Regions from separate parts of the Mus musculus genome. Here region 1 is linked to region 2. Evidence: chromatin contacts called from public HiChIP or PLAC-seq data. All regions are on one chromosome and are shown on one strand. Each heading gives the region's core, a stretch centred on a gene start, on an enhancer-like site or on the middle of the called end of the contact. The rest is flanking DNA. Distances are from core to core; before and after follow the strand shown.

The links. HiChIP or PLAC-seq counts read pairs in DNA pulled down with a chosen protein or histone mark.
Region 1: an H3K4me3 HiChIP or PLAC-seq map of forebrain shows a contact between it and region 2, with 4 times the contacts expected there. The contact joins the promoter of Ccer2 here to the enhancer-like site in region 2. A contact is called at or near these places in 5 of 39 promoter capture datasets (3T3-L1-derived adipocytes, the SN4741 cell line, embryonic stem cells and 2 more), 1 of 484 Hi-C or Micro-C datasets (embryonic stem cells), 15 of 115 datasets of contacts at active chromatin or transcription factors (the NIH/3T3 cell line, the SCID.adh cell line, bone marrow-derived macrophages and 9 more) and 3 of 9 other capture datasets (adipose tissue, embryonic stem cells and pancreatic islet).

Annotation. Positions count from the first base shown.
Region 1 is chr7:28,754,224-28,758,477 of GRCm38.p6, reverse strand. Ccer2 (coiled-coil glutamate-rich protein 2) reads right to left here and starts at 2,304. Exons shown (of 5, transcript NM_001195091.1): 1 at 2,221-2,304; 2 at 1,974-2,014; 3 at 1,736-1,823; 4 at 911-1,437. The coding sequence starts at 2,299. It also overlaps a transcript of Nfkbib not described here.
Region 2 is chr7:28,462,004-28,466,137 of GRCm38.p6, reverse strand. All of the region lies in intron 4 of Lrfn1 (leucine rich repeat and fibronectin type III domain containing 1), which reads right to left. Among named protein-coding and RNA genes, the nearest start is that of Lrfn1, 12 kb to the right of the region's middle. Within about 2 kb of position 1,522, at least 92 of the 459 cell types and tissues checked have an H3K27ac peak or open chromatin away from gene starts, as enhancers often do. A contact at or near this core is called in differentiating embryonic stem cells, embryonic stem cells, forebrain and 1 more, where this site is marked.

The DNA.
Region 1 (4,254 bases), core at 1,055-3,554, 290 kb before region 2:
TCACACAGCCTGCCTGCCACGTTGTTCTCTGGATCTTTGTGAGTGCTGGGACCAGAGATGTGTGTCGTCACAGCTGGTTTATGTAGCAACACTAGAAGTGAATCCACAGCCTGCGCATGCTAGTCATACGTTCTACCATGAACCTGTGTGCCTAGCCCTAAGCGGACCATTTGTGAAGCGATGGCTATTTTGATTGCTGCTCCCAACTGAGGTGATAATTAACTTTTAAAAATTGGTGTTTGCCTGCCTTTATATCACATGTCTGCCCAGGGAGGCCAGAAGAGGGCATATGATCCCCTGGAAATGGGAGTTACAGAGTCACCATGTGGATCCTGGGATTGAAGCGGGGTCCTCTGGAAGGGACTGTTAAACTGTTAAACCATCTCTCAGCCCATAATTACAAAAACAAAAAATGTTTACACATTTACTTAGGGTGTGTGTGTGTGTGTGTGTGTGTGTGCGCGCGCGTGCCCGCCCACGCGCACCCCAGCATGTGTGGAGAGGTCAGAAGACTACCTGTGGGGGTCAGTCCTCTCCATCCACCACCTGGGATCTAGGAATTGAACCCAAGGCAGCAAGACTTGGCAGCAGGCGTCTGTACCCACTGAGCCATCTTGCTGGGACATTCACCTTGGCAGAGCCTAGTCAGTGGCCTCTGACACTAGCGTTGTGAACCAGAGAGCAGCTGCTAGCTTCAGTGGGAGCTGACTCGCTTGGTACAGATAATGGTGGCTAACTCTAGTGCTTTTGTGTACTTAGCGTGTCTTCCTGGTCACCGTCCCTGCTCGGGCATTGCTCCCTAGTCCTGGTGCACACTTGGCTGCTCTGACCCACATCATGGCAGATTTCACATTGTGCAGTTCAGCACCAGGAGACTCCCTTGGAGCCTTGGAGTGCCCTCTCCACTCACCTCCTGCTCCAAAGCCTCTTCCTCCTCTGCCTCTTCCTCTTGCTTAGCCTTGGTGCCAGGCTGCTCCAGGTGGTGGCTATGCTTCGAGGACTCTTCACGCCTCTCTCCTCCGACCCTCCCGGCCCCCTGCCACAGATTTCGGCCTCCGCCCAGGAGCTGCATGCCCTTTCCCTCCTCCTGAAACTGGGCCGTCTCCTCATCGCTAGCCTTCTCAGCCACCCGCTTCTGGAGGCCTCCCTCTGGATGTTGCTTCCACACATGCTCAGAGGTCTTCCCCGGCATGCTCTTCTCCTCTTCTTCCTTTTCCTCCTCTTCTTCCTCCTGGTGAAGCTGGCTGTGGAGCTTCGTGTGGACTGCCTGTTCCTGCACCCCAGACTTGTGGGTCCTCTCTGCTTCGTCCTCCTCTTCCTCATCCCTTATCTCCTGGCTGGACCTCATCTTTCCAGACTCCTGCTGGTTGAAGTCCTCACCCAGCAACTTCTTCTCCTCAGGGGACACACAGCTATGGGGCTCTGTCTCAAATATCTCTGGCAGGGAAAAGATAGGATGCTCTTCGGGAAACTGTCCTGGAGAGTTGAGTCCTTCCTGACATTATGAAGGGAACTGCTTAGCACTGAGGGGGAGCCATGGGCTGCAAATGTTCTCTGCTCAGTCCCTGTCCTGCAGCGAGCTTCAAGGGAACCAGGTTCTTGAACCACAGTTGGGGCTGTGAGTAGTACCACACACACTAACCCAGGCCAGGGAACCCTTCCACCATGCACTGCGGGCTAGTAGGGAGGTAGGAAAGGGATCTTGGGGTTCTGAGGGCAACTGGAGCATCCCTACCTTTGTGGAGCAGAGCTGTGCAGGGGCCCCGCTGGGCCTGGCCCAGTGTCAGCACCTCCATGACCACCTCTGCTAGACAGCGGGTTAGCTGGGGGCAAGGATGAACGGTCAGAGAGAGGGCAAGGGCAGGGGATTTGGGAAAAGAGTGGCTACGGGATCAAAAGAGGTGGGAATCCAGCGAGAAGTTGGGCAGAAGGGACCCAACGGGAAGGGGAGGGCAAGAAAGGAGTCTGCTCACCTCCTCCTTGGAGGGTCTGGGCATCAATGGAGCTGAAGAGGCTATGATGGGAGAAAACGGGTGCTGTTCATGGTACTGATCCCAACTCTCCCACCCTCCCCCACCACCGGCACCTCGGTCCACAGCCCGCCCGGGGACCGGCACCTGCCAGGTGTGCTGTTCCCTTGTACCCCTCAGCTGTCCACCTATAGCCCGACCTCAGGTGTACTTCCCTGCCACCCGATCCCTCTGTGGGCCCTGGACTCACCAGCCCCGAGCAGCAATGCCAGCAGCGGGGGCAGAGGCAGCAGCAGCAGCGCTGCAGAGGTGGTTACACGAAGCAGCATGGTGGGGAGTCCGGACCCGGGACCTTTCTGCCGGGCAGCCAGCCAGTGCTAGCGCCTTATAACCCAGGTGTAGTGCCCCCCCCACCCCCGCAAGGGGGGATGACGTCATTAACCCCCCCCCCCCGGCTCAGGGAGAGGGGACAGCTGTGGGGCACTCTAGGAACCTCAATTATTCATAGGAACCGACACTTAAGCATGCACCCCTCTGGGCTTCTGGCTCAGGAGCACGGGCTGGGGAGGGTCTCCTCAGAGACTCACGTGGGAGCTGGGCAACTCTCTTTTTCTCGGCTCTTTCTCCTCATCTGGAAAGTGGATCCTTCTAAATCTGCTCCCCCAGAGGTGGGAGTTCCTTCTGGCCCAAGTCCCTGCTCCAGAACCCACCAGCTGCTCAGTGCTGGGACAATTGCTTAAGACGCTTTCTTAGATTTTGGTGAAAATCCACTCCAGCGCTTTTGGGTGAGGATGAAATATGTGAGGGGTGGTGCTTGGGCGGTGCTGGGAACTTCACAGGACTGCATGGCACGCCAGGACTGCTTGTGTGGTGTGGTGTATGCACGTGTGGAGACCGGAAGTCAATGGCAAGTGTCTTCCCGTGTTGCTCTTTATTTTTTGAAACAGGGTCTCTCATTGACTTGGAGCTAGACTTTTGGGATAGCACAGTTAACTAGGAAGCTCCTGGGATCCAACTATCCACTTAGTGCTTGGGTTACAAGAGCACACAGCTTTTGTGTGGCTTCCAAGGGTCTGAAGTAAGGTCAGGCTAGCACAGCACTTGTCATGCTAGCACAGCACTTTTCTCCACAAGCCACCAACCAAGTCCTAAGTAACTCTTCTGCCTGCCTGCCTGCCTTTCCTTTTTTTTTTTTTTTTTCCTCTTAAAGACAGGGTCTTTCTATATAGCCCAGGCTGGCCTCCAATTTGTGGCAATCCTCCTGCCTTAGCTTCCAAAATGCTGGGAATACAAAATGTGAGCCACCACAGATAATATCCAGTAATCTGGTTTTCTTTCTTTGAGACAGGGTCTTACTGGAGACAGCCTCGGCTAGCTGCAGCCTTCTCTTTTTTGTTGTTGTTGTTTTTTAAAGAAAGTTTTATGGCTTTTTTTTTTTAAGTTTATTTATTTTACTTATATGAGTACACTGTAGCTGTCTTCAGTCACACCAGAAGAGGGCATTGGATCCCATTACAGACGGTTGTGAGCCACCATGTGGCTGCTGGGATTTGAACTCAGGACCTCTAGAAGAGCAGTCAGTGCTCTTAACCACTGAGCGATCTCTCCAACTCCATTGTTGTTTTTGAGACAGGGTTTCTCTGTGTAGTCCTGGAACTCATTCTGTAGACCAGGCTGGCCTCGAACTCAGAAATCCACTTGCCTTTGCCTCCAAAGTGCTGGGATTAAAGGCATGTGCCACCACTGCCCGGCTGCAACGTTCTTTTTAAAAACATTTGTGTGTATGTGGCGGTGGGTATGTACACATGTGAGTGCAGGTGACATGGAGTCCAGACCGGGGGGGGGGGGGGCCTCTGAGCAGCTGGAGCTGGACTGTGTGGGCCATCAGGCATGGCTACTGGACACTGAACTTGAGTCCTTGGAAAGAGCAGAGGGTGGATGCTCTCAACTGCTGAGCCACCTCTCCAGCTCCTTATGTTAAGACAGAGTCTCACCACCACCACCACAAAAAACAGAGCAATAGGGACATATTTTTGTTTTGATCCCAGGTGTGGGACACGGGGCTGCTTTGGACTGTCTGCAGCAGCTATGATTTGCCCTGTGCTCTAGCAGGGGTGTGATTTTGTCAGCTGCAGAGAGTTTGTTTATGTGACTGTGTGACATTTGGAATTCTGGGGAATCTCTTGTGACTACCCAGGTGGGGGTGGAGGGTGGGGGAAGTGGCCAGATAAAGAATAGGGCTGAGGAAGGAGAGGGCAACTGGCAGATTCTAGAACATTCTGAA
Region 2 (4,134 bases), core at 273-2,772:
TCTGGGTTTTGTTTGTTTGTTTGTTTGTTTGTTTTTGTGGTGATAGGGAACAAATCCAGGACTTCCTGCAAGCACTCCACTCTCCTCTTTGATACACTCTTACCTTTCCGGAAGGGAGCATGCTGCAAGGCCAGCCCCAGCTCCTGGCTCAGTTTCCAAAGCACCTAAGCTACATATTCCCACTCACTGCCCTTCTAAGTTGCACTCTGGCTTACAAGCCCTTCGAGGCACCTTGGGACAGCTCCTCTAGAGGCAACCGGCTGTTCTATGAACGCTCTTCGTTGTACCACCAGAATTCCAGGAACCAATTCACTGAAGCATACCTTCCACATACTTATCTACAACTGACTAAACTGTAGCCAAGCATGGGCTTCGTTCTTTGCTATAGCCTCCTCTCAAATAAGGTACATAGCATAGCAAAGTCCTTCAGTTAAATACCCGGGAGCCACCTCTCTGCCCTTTGCTAGCTCTGTGACCACACACCTGTTTCTTAACTTCTCTGTGTACCATTTCCCTCTAACAGGAACAATGAGAATTCCTATATCCTTGAGACAGCACAGGGAATGAATGAGTTAACGCACCCAAACAAAGCCCAGGGTGTCTAAGGATGTCACTGTGAGCTAATGTCCCATCCAGGGTTTCCAGCAACTCTGTGGGCTCCCACTCCAAGGATATCTGCCCATCTGTCTCTTTTTCGATTACATTTAGTCTACAACAATATCATTGTTAACTGGCCTGACCTCATCTAAATTACTTTGATTAACGTGTATATACGTGTGTGCAAAGATGAGATCAGTGGACAACTTGCAGGAGTCTGTTCTCTCCTTCCACCATATGTGACCCAGGGATTGAACTCGAGTCTCGGGTCAACAGGCTTGGTAGAAAGTGCCTTTTAAGCCACTCAGCCATCTCACCCGCTGCACCCTCTACATCCCTCTAAGATCCACCCTAGGGACATTCCCTCCCAGACTTAGGTGTCTTTTGATGAGCGTATCTTGGCACAGTCTGTTTGGGCTACTTCCAGCCTCAGGGAATCCAGAGTGTGGAGTGTGCCCTGACTGGCATGCGCTGCAACCAACCGCGCAAGCTCTCCTCTCTTGCCAAGGCTCTTAGTGGCTCACCAGAGACAAGCACCGCCCCTTCCTCTGCTTGATACCATGCAGAACAAGTTCCACCTCCTCCAAAAAGCCATGCCCTGTCTCCGAGCGTGCTTACCTGTCAGAGCCCCACAGGCCTGCTGCCTGCTGGTCCTGAGACCCTCTCCAAGAAGGTCCCTGCCATCTGGACTTCAGGCATAGGTCCCACCCTCCCCAAAAGACCCCACCTTAAGTTCTTCATTTTCCATAAACCACCCACCTCAAGCTGCCCTGTCCCCCTTCTTGGCTGTAACTTTCCCTTTTCTTCTCCTTGAGGCTTGGATTTCCTTGGATCTTCTCCCCAAATAACCAGTTGCTAGGGGCTCCCCCCTTTTCAAGGACAGTCACTGGCTCCTTAAGAAAGCCTGGGCCCACGAGTCTCTCATTGGCTGTCAGACCAGAGCAAGCAGCTGAGCAGGCTTCTTGTTGGATGTCACCTCAGCCCATGGCTGCAGAGAGGAAGTTAACCCCTGCAGTGCCATCCTATCTATACAAGCATCTGCAAAGGAGGATGCAGGATAGAACTGGGGCCCTCGGGGAAGAAGTATCCTTGCCCAACTGAGGAGAAGCGACCACCAAGATCTGCTTACATACTGGGTCTGGAGCTTTCCCCCACCCTGCCACACTATGGCTATGGATCAGAGAGGAACAGTGAAGAGCGATGAAAAACCACACAATCCAAATGACAGAAACGCATCATCCATCTCCCCACCATCCCTGCCTGGCAAACACTAGGTATTCAATAAGTGTGCGTTCAAGCATATGAAAGACAGCTCTGCCGCTCTCGGTGAGAGCAAATGATCTCTCCCACAGAGCATCGAGTTCTGTGACTGAAAAGAAAGAGAAATGAGGGTGTGGCTTAGTGGTAGAGCACAAGCTTAGAATCCCCCAGTGAGGGGCCGGGGGCGTGGCTCAGTGGTAGAGCCCCTGCCTAGAATCCCCCAGTGAGAGGCTGGAGGCGTGGTTCAGTGGTAGAGGCCCTGCCTAGAATCCCCCAGTGAGGAGCTTGGTTTATTACAGGAGGATTGCCTAGCATATGTGAGGCCTTAAGTTCAATCAACAGTACCATAAAAATGAATGAATAAAAATAAAATAAAGGCTGGCCAGATAGCTCAGTGGGTAAGGGAGCCTGCTACCAATGTAACAACCAGAATCTGACCCCTAAGACATGGTGGAAGGAGAGAACAGATTCTCACAAGATGTCCTCTGATTGCCATATGTATGTTATGGCACACGTGCACACACGCACACACACGCATAATTTTAAGAATGTTAAATGACACACTTAAGTAATTTTTCTTCTTTCTTTCTTTCTTCCTTTCTTCCTTCCTTTCTTTCTTTCTTTCTTTCTTTCTTTCTTTCTTTCTTTCTTGTCTGTCTGTCTGTCTGTCTGTCTGTCTGTCTTTCTTTCTTTCTTTCTTTCTTTCTTTCTTTCTTTCTTTCTTTCTTCCTTTCTTTCTTTCTTTGCTTGAGACAGGGTTTCTCTGTGTAGCCCTGGCTGTCCTAGTACTTCCTCTGTAGACTAAGCTGTCCTCAAACTCAGAGATCCGCCTGCCTCTGCTTCCCGAGTACTGGGATTAAAGGCGTGCGCCACCACCACCCAAAAAATAATTTTAAAAAATTTTAATGAGGGGCTGGTGAGATGGCTCAGTGGGTAAGAGCACCCAACTGCTCTTCTGAAGGTCTGAAGTTCAAATCCCAGCAACCACATGGCGGCTCACAACCATCCGTAACGAGATCTGACTCCCTCTTCTGGAGTGTCTGAAGACAACTACAGTGTACTTACATATAATAAAAATAAATAAAATCTTTAAAAAAATTTTTTAATGAAATAAATAGAGGTGATGGTAACAGCTTTATAGCAAACAGCTGCATCTCTGTACATAATTTGTGAGAGTTTCTGTTGGGGCCTTGGTCTGCTGACTGTCTGTAAGAATGTGTCCGTCTGTCTATCTAGGGAGGGCTTCTGACACAATGTCCTCAGTCCTGACAGCCAAAGCAAAATGAGGAAGTGTGTACTTGGTGTAGTGATACAGTCCCTGTAGTCTCAGAAGATAATGAGTTCTGTGCCAGCCTGGAGTACATAGTGAGCTGAAGGCTAGCCTAGGCAAAAGCGTGCCTCAAAAACAAAAGCAGAGCCAAGGGAAGAGAGAGCCCCTGGCAAGCACAGTGGCTGACAAGGACACAGATGGAGGCCAAGAGCCAGGCTTATCTTGAAGGGCTAAGCACACTCAAGTTCCTGGGGCTACCACTGACAGGGAAATGGCTCCCAACCCTCTAGTAACCCAAAGAAAGTGAAGCCCAGGGCCAGGCACTCAGCAGACTCTACAGTGCAGAAGGAAGGCAAGAACAAGATGTTCCTCTTTAGCCAACAGCCATTTATCAAGTACCCACTATGTACCATCCCTGCTGTGCCAGGGTCTGTGACTGGGAGCCGTACTGATAAGCTATGAAGGTGGAGGGACCACAGGGATCAGGTACTGATTCCCAATGGGCCCCACCCCTACCCACTGGGCTGTGTATTCCCTCAGGGCAGGGACTGGTCTAATGGTCTCTTCAGGGCGCAGTTGCCAATGGTCACAATGGAAGCAGCCATTTTATTTTATTTTACTTTATTGGGTTTTTTGGGACAAGATCTCACTGTGTAGCCCAGGCTGACCTCAAAGGCACTGCATAAGCCAGGCTGACCTTGAACTGAAGATCCTCCTGCTCAGCCTCCCAAGGTGCTCGGACCACAAGCGTGTGGCACCAATGTCTAACTCAGAGCTGGTTTTTTTGTTTTTGTTTTTTTGTTTTTTTTTTAAATTCGGGAAGCACATATAATGAATACCTACTGTTTCCCAAGTAAGGATGGAAAGGGGTTAGGTAATTATTTCCTTATAAACTTTTATTTCAGGGCCAGGCGGTGATGGCACAGGTCATTTTTCCCAGGGCTCAGGCAGAAGCAAGCGGCACTCTGATTTCAAGGCCATCCTGGTCTACATAGTGAGTTCCAGGA